Regions from separate parts of the Gossypium hirsutum genome. Here all the other regions are linked to region 1. The links are chromatin contacts, called in public Hi-C maps. All regions are on one chromosome and are shown on one strand. Each heading gives the region's core, a stretch centred on a gene start, on an enhancer-like site or on the middle of the called end of the contact. The rest is flanking DNA. Distances are from core to core; before and after follow the strand shown. Region 1 has its middle 4.0 kb from the start of LOC121220532. Region 2 has its middle 5.6 kb from the start of TRNAL-UAG. Region 3 has its middle 12 kb from the start of LOC121220539.

Region 1 (4,000 bases), core at 845-3,344:
AAAGGAGGGTGGTCGAAGGAAACCGAGAGCATTAATGGATGACTTTCGAGAGGTAGTTGAGGAACTCTCTTTGGTTGATTTAAAGACGGAAAAAGGGTGGTTTGCATGGGTTAACATCCGTAATGGGAATGTGATTGTTAATGAGAGGCTCGACCGTTTCATGATTTCGGCTAACATTGTTGCTAACTTCCCGTTCATCGATACCATGGGGCGTCAGTCAAAGTCGGACCACGATGCTATTTTTTTAGATACCATGGGGCGTAAGCCGAATGAGTGCTCCAGAGACCCCGGACTTAGATTCAGATACGACGTTTGTTAGGTAAAAGAGAAGGCTGTGAAAAACATTATTAAAAGTGCATGGGGTGATAAGGAGCTGGACGTTATGGGAAAGATTAAGAAAGTGGGCTAAGCCCTTGGTCAATGGCAGTACAGTCGTAACAAGAAAATGTGAAACCAAATTGGTATTTTAAAAGCAAAAATCAACAATATCATTCATGGTCCTGGTAGGATGTACGATGGTAGCAAGCTGAAAGCTATGCGCATGAAACTTGGGTAGCTGCTGGACAAAGAAGAAAGCTATTGTGCGCAAAGATCGAGGGTTAAGTGGTTGAAAGAAGGAGATAGGAATACTCATTTTTTCCACGTTAGGGATACGAGTAGAAGGAAGAAAAATAGTATTGAAAGGCTGAAAGATTTGAATAGGTGCTGGAAAGACAACAACGCTGATATTTGTGCGATTGCCAGGGAGTATTTTCACAACTTATTTGAATCAACTTTGTCTCCTTATGAGGTGCTTAATCTTGATTACATTGATAATTGTATTTCAGATAACATGAAAGAAAGGCTAACAAAGGATTTCACGGACAAAGAAATAGTGGAACCTTTCAACCAAATGGACCCTCGGAAAGCGCCCGAAATTGACGGCCTCTCAGGGTGCTTATTTGAGGAAAATTGGAAGGTGGTGGGAACGGATGTCTTTAAGCTGTGGCATGAGGTTTTAGAGGCAACAGAAATGTGGATAGTCTAAATGAAACGATTATTATTCTTATTCCAAAAATTAATGAGCCTATCGACATGTCTAACTTTAGGCCTATAAGTCTTTGCAGGGTCATTTATAAAATCATAGCCAAAGTTCTTGCAAATCGGTTGAAGGACAATCTTCCAAATTGCATAAGCCAGAATCAAAATGCGTTTGTTCCCAGTCGAATGATCCATGACAACATTTTAATTGCCCGCGAGTTGTTACATTACCTATAAATTAAGTGCAAAGAATGGGCCGAACAAAGGCTTTGTAATCAACCCCGATAGCAAAGCTTACAACCGAGTGGAATGGAACTTTATTGAATAGGTCATGAGAAGGATGGGTTATGCAGATGTTTGGGTGAAAACAAATTATGAGTTGTGTTCATTTGGTCCACTACGTGGTCAAATGCAATTCGATTCTTTTAGAGACTATTGTTCTGGAACGGGGGCTTAGACAGGGGAACCCTCTTTTTTGCATGAAAGCTTTTTCGAGATTGATGATTCAGGCCCAAAATAAAAATTTGATAAGGGGAGTTCGGGCTAGCACTAACGACCCTAGCATTAATCATTTTTTTTATCGATGACGCACTCCTTTTTATCCGTAACAGAAAAAAGGATGTAGAGGAAGTTTTAAAAATTATAATGAATTTTACTAAAGTTTCGGGCCAGAATATAAACAAGGAAAAATCTATGATTATGTTTAGCCCGAAAACTCCATTCTCAAAAGACAACTTTTTTGCAGCATTCTTGGGATGCGTATGGTTAACAATCACGATAGCTATCTAGGCTTACCATTGCCAATTAGTAAAAAGAAGTCAATTGGTTTTACTAATATTATGAACCGTTGTTCTGTAGGATAAAGAGTTGGTCGAAAAGACTCATTTCATACGGTGGGAAAGAGATCTTCATTAAAGCCATTCTCCAGTCTATTCCGACATATGCTTTTTCTGTCTTCCTTGCGCCTAAAGGAATCATTGAAAAGCTACAATCGAGGATGAGTCTCATGTGGTGGACGAGTAACGAGAAGAACCGTGGGAGGGCCATGATGGCGTGGGATAGAATGTGCCACCCGCAAGGTATGGGGGGTATTGGTTTCCGGGACTTGCACCTTTTCAACTTGGCCCTTCTTGGTAGACAGGTGTGGAGACTTTTGCATTTTATAGATACTTTATGCTTCAAGGTGCTTAGTGCCAAGAACTTTCCTGATGGGGACGTTTTTCGGCCAAAAGATTGTGACAAACCCTCGTACACTTGGTCCAGTATAACTAAGGCCGCCGAAGCTCTTCAAGAGGGTTTTGTTTGGCTTGTGGGGGACGGAAAAACAATTGATATTCGAAGGGACAATTGGGGTTTTGAAAGCCTTAATGGTGATTCTATTTGTCAGTCTTTGTTGACCAACAATGAAAGAAAAGCGCAAGACCTGTGGGACCACGACCGCATGAATTGGAATAGAGATGAGGTGATCGAACTTTATGGTAATTTACTGGGGGATCAAATCTGTAATTTACCCATTTGCACAATGGTGTTACTGACAGAAGGGCGTGGTGTCATAATCCTCATGGTTTTTACAGTTCAAGTCGGCTTATTCTTGGCTTTCCCTCAAGAAGATAGGGTTTGGTCCTCACAGAGCATTTTGGAGAACCATTTGGAAACTAAAAAATGCTTCTTAAGATTCGGGTTTTCAGCTGGAGGGTCGGTCATAATATTCTTCCAACTTATGATAACATCTCTCGGATTCGTTAGAACTGTTCTAAAATCTGCCCTAGGTGCAAGAACAGAGAGGAGACGCTGATTCATGCACTGAAAGACTGCCCTTTGGCTCATGAAATTCTAACTTTCGGGGGACTTAATAATCGGCTGATCGAAGGGAGCTATGACCGGTGCATTGACTGGTTGGAAGATGTCCTTAGAGAGTTGGACGTTAAGGCTGCAGCGGACTTTTTTACTCTCCTCTGGAACTGCTGGAATAACAGAAATAAGTTGGTTTTTAATGGTAAAGACGATGAAGCGAGGGTGGTTTGGGAAAGGGCAAAGGCTCTTAGTCAAGAGTTTAGAATTTACAACCTGAATGAAAGACCTGTGATCCCTCCGACCCCGGTGAGCAAAACTTGAATGAAGCCCCCTTATGGTTATATAAAGATCAACTTCGACGCTGCGGTCCTGAATGGAAGAGTGGGGTTTGGTGTCATAGCTAGAGATTCGAAAGGTTTTGTTATCGGGGGCAGCAGTGGTTTTAAAGAAAAGATGATGAGTGCGGATTGGGCGGAGATGGAAGCTTTTGATGAGAGCCTGAAGATGCCTTCCATTCTTAATATTTCAAATGTTATTTTTGAATCCGACTGTGCAAATCTGGTCAACAAAGTCAATAAGAGGGAACAGGACATCACTATTATAGGTTGCTGTGTCAAGAATGCGTGCAAGGCTTTTAATAATTTTGACTCGGTCAAAATTAATTGGGCAAACCGGAGCAATAACCAAGTGGCGAATGTGTAAATTTGCTATTCAAAATAGTTGTAATTGTTATTTTAAAATGGATTATCCCTAGGAGATTCATGATATTGTAATAGATGGTGCAATAAATTGAGTTTGACGTTAGCATCTTTTTATCACAAAAAAAAACTTTTGAAAAGAGTTAGATTCAAAAAAAAAAAAAAAAACTCTTGAAAAAAAAGTTGTAATTCATGTCATTAGACTGGGTCAATTATATGTACTTAAATGAATTTAGTTGCATTTTAGGATATTATTTTAGCATTTTAGAAAATTGCATAAGAAGCTTGGATGATGCTTAAATATTATTATCTGTTACTTTTAATTGCTTGTGGTAGGGTTGTGTTTGGTGGTTTGATAGGTGTAGGTTGAGGAACGAGAAATAAAGGAGTGAAGGTTTGTCGAGGCAAAAGGTGAGACATTTTGTCAGCACGAATGCTGTGGCAATTTCAAGAAGACCGAGTCAACACTCAACGCATACCAGTTTTAG
Region 2 (4,000 bases), core at 458-2,957, 200 kb after region 1:
TTAAGTTAGATTTAATAGATCTTAGAACAAAAATAGAATAAAACACACAGGAGTGCATATATGTATGCAAGCATCAAAAAGAATTAATCCACAATAAGGCCACGGATTAAAGTGGAATCATTTCAGCTGATATCAGTTCCAGGCCCCCCAAAATGAGAGCCTCTTGATGTCCTGCTTTAAGAAAACATGAGTTTTATATAAGTTTGTGCATGTTTTAACTTTTAATATAATTAAAAGCGTCCAAGTTTACATAGGCAAACTGGAAGGAAATGACTTTGTATAAATTTCGCCATATCTTCAAGTGCATAACTGAAAGAACTTGAATTTTAAGAAGATTGTAACAGATCCACCTCAGAAAATTAAAACCAATAAACAAAAACACAATAACCAACTAGCAGTCAACTTGTCAAGTCAAAGCACTCACGCATAAATCATTGCAAATAAAAACTATACACAACCAAACAAACTTCATAAGGCAATCAAGATAAAGTATAACTTGAAATAAACCACAAGAGTCTATGTTTCTGATACTGCTGATCAGTGACAGGCTTCTTATTAGCAGCTGGTCCAATCCGCATTGCCCTAGTTGAACAATAAATCCCATACATTTCAGTCATTGCACGAATTTGTTCAGTTTCATCACTAAACTTTACAAAGCCATAACCTTTAGACCGGCCATAACTGAATTTAACTACTAAGTTTCACAATAGTAGCATTGCTGCTGCAAGTCCAGTAGACATAACAAAAGAGAAATTAAAAAGATAAAAAATAATAGCCAACCGAGCATCCGTTAAAATTAAGTCATGATTAACATTTAAGTACTAAGTTTCATCTTGGACACCCCCTCACTTATAAATAAAAATAAAAACAATCAGCTTTCATTCATTCTTCGTAAGAATGGATGAAAAATAACTAACCTGCATCACTGGGAGAATCATAAGATAGGATTCTGTAGAAGTCGACATTCAAAGATGGTATACATATAAGACCATTTTAAATTTATAATACTGAATGTGGTTTCAAAAAGTTTCCACCGCATAATTTGTAAAACAATCTTGGTTTCTTTCTGATACCGATGACCAAGGGCCAACATTAGATAATACTGTTAAGTGAAACAAAGCATAATGCCAAGGCAACCCTTACCAATAACCATAACAAAGAAAAGGTAAAAAGATCCTTAAAACCACAATGCATAAACATGTAAGATCCTAATATCCGACTCCATGAAATACTAAGTATGTTACTCAGATTCAGATGTGAATATCCTAAACAGGTATTTGTCCAACACATGCTCAAATTTCCCAAGTTTTTCATATGCTTGGAGAGATCTAGGAGGGTCAAATTCCCACCATATTCATATCCATATATGTACTGGATACAAGTGCTAGACATGGGTGTTTCAAGAAAAATGAAGAGTCGGAATGTCATAAAATACGAGCAAGTGAGCAGAGCAAAAACAAAAAAAATTAGGAAATTCGAGATGATAGGAAAACTCGTTCTTACAGCTTGTATGTTCCTATCCTCATCATCAAAAAAGAGCATTGAGTTGAAGGGAATCCCAGCCCTTGAGTGACTTCTCTGGAATTGATCGATCTGCTCAAACCTCAAAATGAATAAGAAATTGGGAGAAGCGTAGTTTAGGGTTTGGATTTGGTTGAAAAATGAGAGCTTTTTAACTATAAGAGGGGGGTTGTTTGACCTATAGATTTGGTACGGCGCCCTTTTTCTTTTCTTGAAACGATGTCGGTTTTGCTTTGTTTTTGGGGAAATGGTGTCATTTTTTTAAACTAAAATTATTTTTTGCGGCAAACACCGCTATTGCTTAAATTATTTTTTAAACTAAAAACGCCATAAAAAATTATTTTATTTTGAACAAAACGACGCCGTTTGTATATAGTAACGGTGTTTTTTGCTAAAAACGCCTCTAAAACTCACATATTTTTTATATTCAATTATTGTATCTTTCATATAAATTTTAAATAAATAATTCTTAAATTTTTTAAGTAATATTTATAAGAATTAGATAAAATTATAAATTTTAGTTTTTTATTTCATTTTTATTTTTGTATTTTATTTTTATTTCTTATAATCTGGTCCTATTAAATTAAATAATTACCTATAATCCATATCAATCTATTACTTTTTTTAACTTATTTATTAATTCTAATTAAACTAATATTTAAATATATCAAATGGTTTAGATTAAATATTTTTAAATATAAAAGCATTAATTAATTGTATAAAATTTTATCATTTAACAAATCTCAAGTAAACATTAACCTTAAACCCTAAATTAACCATTTAATACATATAAAGTCTATCTATTATATATCTCTTAAATAATTTAATTTCAATATAGTAAATTTATTATTATCTTTTTTACAATTATATAAGAACATATTTAATATATAAATTAAAAAAACTAACTAATCTAACCCCTAACCCTTAACCCTTAACCCCTAAACCTTAAATCCCAACCCTTAAACTATAATCCCTAATGCATAAACCCTAAATCCATACTCCTTAAACCTTACACTATTAACTCCTAAAGCGGCCTTAAATCTTAAATTTATCATATACCCTAAACCAAAAACCCTAAACTATAGTGATAATTAATTCAATATTTTAAAATTAATACTATCTCTTTTACGATTATATAAGAAATTTTTTAATATGTAAATTAAAAAACACTCAGTAATGTACCCAAAAAACTTAAAAATTATTTTAAATAACAGTATTTTAATTTTTCCATTTTTAACAAATATTTTTCTATGTTTTTTATTTCAAATTATTTCTACGTGTCATTATTTTTTTTGAAGATTTTGAATATTCAATTAAAAATAATTTGAATTTTAATTAATATAAATAAACTAATTAAATAATAAATAGACAGATAAAATATTTTTTGCGGTGCTTTTTCAAAAACGCTGCTAAAAATAGAGCATTAGCGACGCTTATTCAAAAACGCTGCTAAAGACCCGAGCATTAGCGGCGCTTTTCAAAAACGCCACTAAAGCCCCGAGCATTAGTGGCGCCTTTCCAAAAACGCCACTAAAGCCCGGAGCATTAGCGGTGCTTTTCCAAAAACGCCGTTAAAGCCCCGAGCATTAGGCGCTTTTTCAAAAACGCCGTTAAAGCCCCGAGCATTAGTGGCGCTTCTTCAAAAACGCCGCTATAGCCCTGAACATTAGCGGCGCTTTTCCAAAAACGCTGCTAAAGCCCCATGCATTAGCGACGCTTTTTGAAAAACGTCACTAAAGCCTCGAAAACTAAAAAAAGACGTTGGGCTTAGGTTTTTTGTGGCGCTTTTTGGAAAACGCCGCTAATGCTCATTTTTAGCAGCATTTTCCAAAAAGTGCCGCTAATACTCGATCTTTAGCGGCGTTTTTTAAAAGCGCCGATAATGCTTGATTTTTAGCGGCGTTTTGTATCCAAACGACACTAAAAACGCCGCTAAAAGCCTGTTTTGGTGTAGTGTTGTAGGAATGAATTCGCCAGGAGAGACTAAGCCAGGAACGCGCCAGGAAAACAACAAGTTGAGTTATTAGGCATACAGAGGACGTTTTAGGAATATGGTGTATAGTTCCCCACGCCAAGGAGAGTTTGTCTTTAACAAACTTCTATATTGTAATGTATTATATTATTTTTAAGAGTTTGCTAGAGTTTTGAATTGTTTTCCTTATTTCTTTTTTTCAGAACCCTTTATTATAATAATATGAAATATGCTATTAAATGAGTATAAGCAGTTTGGTTAAAATTTATGCTAAGTATGTTTGTGTGGTAATATCTGATATCTGCTCTTGGTGATTCAGGTTGGATTGAGGGTGTTACAATTTCCATCATAAAATACTTGAAAAATGATCAAATTACCCTTTTTATGGGAAAATTACCATTTTACAGTTTTTCTTCTCAAAGCACAATTTCTTCTTAATAATAGGCATTATCAAATTACCAAATTACCCTTTTATGGGAAAATTACATCTGTGACCTTTCTCTTAGA
Region 3 (4,000 bases), core at 554-3,053, 140 kb after region 1:
TGATATTTTCTAATTTTATTATTTTACATTATTTTAGTACATTATGTTTGAAATGTATTCATTTAGTGTGTTTTTTAAATAAATTTTAAAAAAAAACTTATTTCGGCCCTTTATTCGTATTTTTTTACCGAATTTTATTACTTTAATAAAAAACACACTAAATGAATACATTTTAAACATAATGTACTAAAATAATATAAAATAATAAAACTAGAAAATAATATATTTTTTAAAGTAATAAAATTTGAAAAAAAATACGAACAAAGAACTGAAATACGAACATGTTAATTTCGCCTCTGCCACAGGCACCAGCCTTTTTTTTGTATTATTTTGGTAAATAAAAAAAAATTATATTATTTTGGTTTTTTTTAATATTTTGATAAAAAAAACCCCAAATTAGACTAAATCCCACGATTGTTGAGCGGTCAAATCACCTGCTTGTTTTCATTATTGCTAGTTCAGCAGCTTTGCACACAAATTTTAAACAACCAGCTGCCACCGATTTAACTGTTTGTGCTTATAATTATCATTCAACTTAGCAGTCTGCGAGTAAAATACTTTCTCGAGAAAATTGTGATGTTGTTGAAGCATCAGTGCTCCATTTTTCCTCCAAATGGGGTTATTGATGATATCAGTCCCAAGAAACTGATTGCTTCCCATTACACAAAACCCTCTTCTTTTTTCCTGATCAGAAAATGGTCAACCTAGGAAGCACCGACACGGGGAAAATCCCCTCGTACCAGTGTCGTACTGGTGTCCGACACGGACACGCCACCGACACGGCCGGATATGTACCGGACACACCTTGAAGCGTGTCAAAAAAGGACACTCCCGGGCTTTACTTTGGCCTGAATCAGAAACGGAAAAAAAAACCCATATACAAGAATAGAACTTTAGTAAACTGATAAAAAGAACTTTAACATTTAATCGTGATAATTTATGGGATTTTTAACATACCTGTCTTCTTTGGAGCCGATTCGCTTATATGAAGATGATGATGCTGGGGTTTTTTTGCAGAGAATGAAATACAGCGGCAAAGGTAAGGACGGTAAATGAGAAGGGAAAAAAGGGGTAAATGGGGAAGAAAATAAAGGGGATATGAGTGTCTGCGTAAGAAAGAATAAAAAAATAGTTAATGTATTATATAGTTTTTTTTTTGAAACAATAATGTATTATATAGTTATAAATTTATAATGGGGTAAGAAAGTAAAAACAAATTATAGTAGTATAAAAATAGTGAAATTAAGTATAATAAAAAAATATGTGAGACCCATATAAATTAGATTTAAAATATTTTTTAAAAATTAATTTTAATTAAAAATTAATAAATATATGTGTGACCTAAATTCTTATTAAATAAAATAAGATATTGTTTACAAGACAAGTTAAATAAAATATATTTTCTTTCTGAACGATTTAATATTTATAAGTAAAATATATTTGAACATAAAGAATATATATAAATAATAAAAATATTTTATTATTGCCGTATCTTACCGTACTTGTGTTATCATTTTTTAAAAATTACTGTGTTGTAGTGTCCGTATCGTACTCGTATTAAGTATTCGTGTTCACGCTTCATAGTACTCTAACATTTATTCAAAATCAAATTTGATTCTGACATTGACATTGATTCTGTCCGAATTGAACATGATAAAGAAGTTAAAAGAAAAAATGAAAAAAAAGGGTTTTTGGATTCATCAAGCAAAATGGTTCGAAGTTCAAACAATAAGGAACTGAGTGGGGACTCAAAGTAGCCTAAAGACAGTAGGACCACCGAGGATGGGATAAGGGCAAAGCCACTGATGTAGTGGTGACTTGAAACCTTTAAAGCACAAAAAGCAAAGGATAGGGATAGGGTTCCTATACCAAAGGTTTGCCAATGTGTTTTTAATAATATCATCGTTGAATATGGGGAAGGTGGGTCAAAAAAATGGGGCTCTAGTGTTTTCATACGCATGGTAAAAGATTACAGAGGAAAAAGAAAAGAAAAGGTAAAAGAAAGAAAGAGATATGCTTAGAAAAAAAAAGTATACATATTAAAGAAGTTGAATGGTGGAAAACGTTAAGTACAAAATTGTTGCAAATGATTGAGGAGGACCATGGCTACTTTACATGGGTACCCTGCCCTTTGTTTTCTCATACAAAGGTTAAACTGGCTGTGAGAAGGAATTTTTTTTTAGAAAGTTAAAATTGAATTATAATTTTTAAAAGTTTTACTTAATTTTGAGATCGACCCTCACTTACATTAGCACCACCTTAGATTAAATGTTAGTCTTTGGTCGAGGTACTTTGGATTTGTGCCAAGGTATAACCCCAACACTTCGTTAAAAACTCTCTAAAACAATTTTAAATAATTAAAATTTTTAATTATGACCTTTATATATATATATATATGATAAAATTGATATATTGATATATAGAGAATGGATTGTATGAAATTGTGATTCCACACCATCCCTATTATTTTCTAATAGGAGAATGATAAATCATATTTTTCCTCCTTATTTTTAGCATTTTTAGTTAAATTTAAATTTTTTCAGGAATAAAAAACAGAAAATTAGGAGAAAAAATCTGTTTTGTCATTCTCCTATTAGAAAGGAATATAAATAACTTAGAATCACAGTTTCATACAATACTTTCTCTATTGATATAATGCGGGATTCTTTTATATTGATATAAAATTAACATAATTTTATATGCTTTTAAAATTTTGTTTATGATTAGATTTATTAATATAATTATATTTATCACACATGCGAATTTTTTAATTAATTTGATTTCTATATTATATTAATCTAAAATATTATTTATGTTAATATATTTAATGATTGAAAGGATTTTTTTATAAAATAAATAGTTAAATTTTTTAAAAATACTTTAAATTTAACATGAATAAAACAAATTTCACATACTCGATATTCGTCCCTAAATTGAAAAGGAAGGCATTAACAAATTTAGGGGGATAGAAATAATGCCCACCATGGGATGCTTACAACTAGGGAAAATGAGTGATGAAGATAGAGTTGTTAACGTGCTTTGACTTGTCTATAACTAGAGTAGGTACTTAACATCACAAACTCAAAGAATAGAGCGTGCCCCAGTTTTTTCTTTTCATTTTCAGCTAGTAGAAAAATTCGATTTGATTGAAAAATTAAAAAAAAATTAAAATTTGAATTATTTTAGTTGAATTAATTCGATTTTTTTCTTCTCAAATCTTTTTATTTTTCCTAAATTTTTTATTACCCACAATTTTTTCTTTTATTTTCTCCCTAAATCTTTTATTTCTCCTAAAAAATTTTACTTCCTTCAAACTCTCAAAACTTTTTTTCTTTTGCTTTCTCCGTAAAACTTTTACTTTCCTATCAAAAATTTATTTTTTCACAAACCCTCAACTTTCATTTTTCCCAACCCTTAAAAACTTTTTTAAATTTATGTCTATTATTTATATTATTGAATTAAATTTCATATTTTATACTATTTATATTATTTAATTATTTAATCGTTATTAATTTCTATTAAAATTAAATTATTGATGATGATGTAAAATATTTATGTTAAAATTTTCTTTTGATTCAATTTCACATTTTGTCTTTAAAATAAATTTTTATTAAAAATCACATTTTTACCTTTAATATATTTTTTAATTTCAAAATAAGCTAACATGTATATAAAATTATGAGGAGATGAAAGTTAATAATAAATTTGATTATAGTGGGAAAATTTAATTACGGTGAGTGATAGTGGCTACAAGGACCTAAATTTATTTTTTTAATTTAACTCGAACAAATATATTCGATTTGATTCGAGTTTTATCTCACTCAATTCGATTTAAGAAAATTTCAAATTAAATTAAATTAATAAAATATAATTCATTAACTCAATCTATTTAAAATTCTTTCATTTAATTCAATTCGATTAAATCATATACTCACCTCTATTCTCAGCAACAACCGACTTAGCCCAAATATAAAATTCTTCAAAAACCGAAGATTTCAAT

What was found. A called contact is a pair of places that touch in the nucleus more often than the background predicts.
Region 2: a Hi-C map of leaf shows a contact between it and region 1, with 1.7 times the contacts expected there. The contact joins two enhancer-like sites. A contact is called at or near these places in 10 of 34 Hi-C or Micro-C datasets (anther, callus, hypocotyl and 3 more).
Region 3: a contact with region 1 is called in a Hi-C map of leaf, with 2.3 times the contacts expected there. The contact joins two enhancer-like sites. A contact is called at or near these places in 6 of 34 Hi-C or Micro-C datasets (callus, hypocotyl, leaf and 1 more).

Annotation. Positions count from the first base shown.
Region 1 is chrD08:33,015,880-33,019,879 of Gossypium_hirsutum_v2.1, reverse strand. No RefSeq gene overlaps it. Among protein-coding and RNA genes, the nearest start is that of LOC121220532, 4.0 kb to the right of the region's middle. Within about 2 kb of position 2,094, at least 3 of the 9 cell types and tissues checked have an H3K27ac peak or open chromatin away from gene starts, as enhancers often do. A contact at or near this core is called in leaf, where this site is marked.
Region 2 is chrD08:32,815,713-32,819,712 of Gossypium_hirsutum_v2.1, reverse strand. No RefSeq gene overlaps it. Among protein-coding and RNA genes, the nearest start is that of TRNAL-UAG, 5.6 kb to the right of the region's middle. Within about 2 kb of position 1,707, at least 7 of the 9 cell types and tissues checked have an H3K27ac peak or open chromatin away from gene starts, as enhancers often do. A contact at or near this core is called in leaf, where this site is marked.
Region 3 is chrD08:32,871,849-32,875,848 of Gossypium_hirsutum_v2.1, reverse strand. No RefSeq gene overlaps it. Among protein-coding and RNA genes, the nearest start is that of LOC121220539, 12 kb to the right of the region's middle. Within about 2 kb of position 1,803, at least 8 of the 9 cell types and tissues checked have an H3K27ac peak or open chromatin away from gene starts, as enhancers often do. A contact at or near this core is called in leaf, where this site is marked.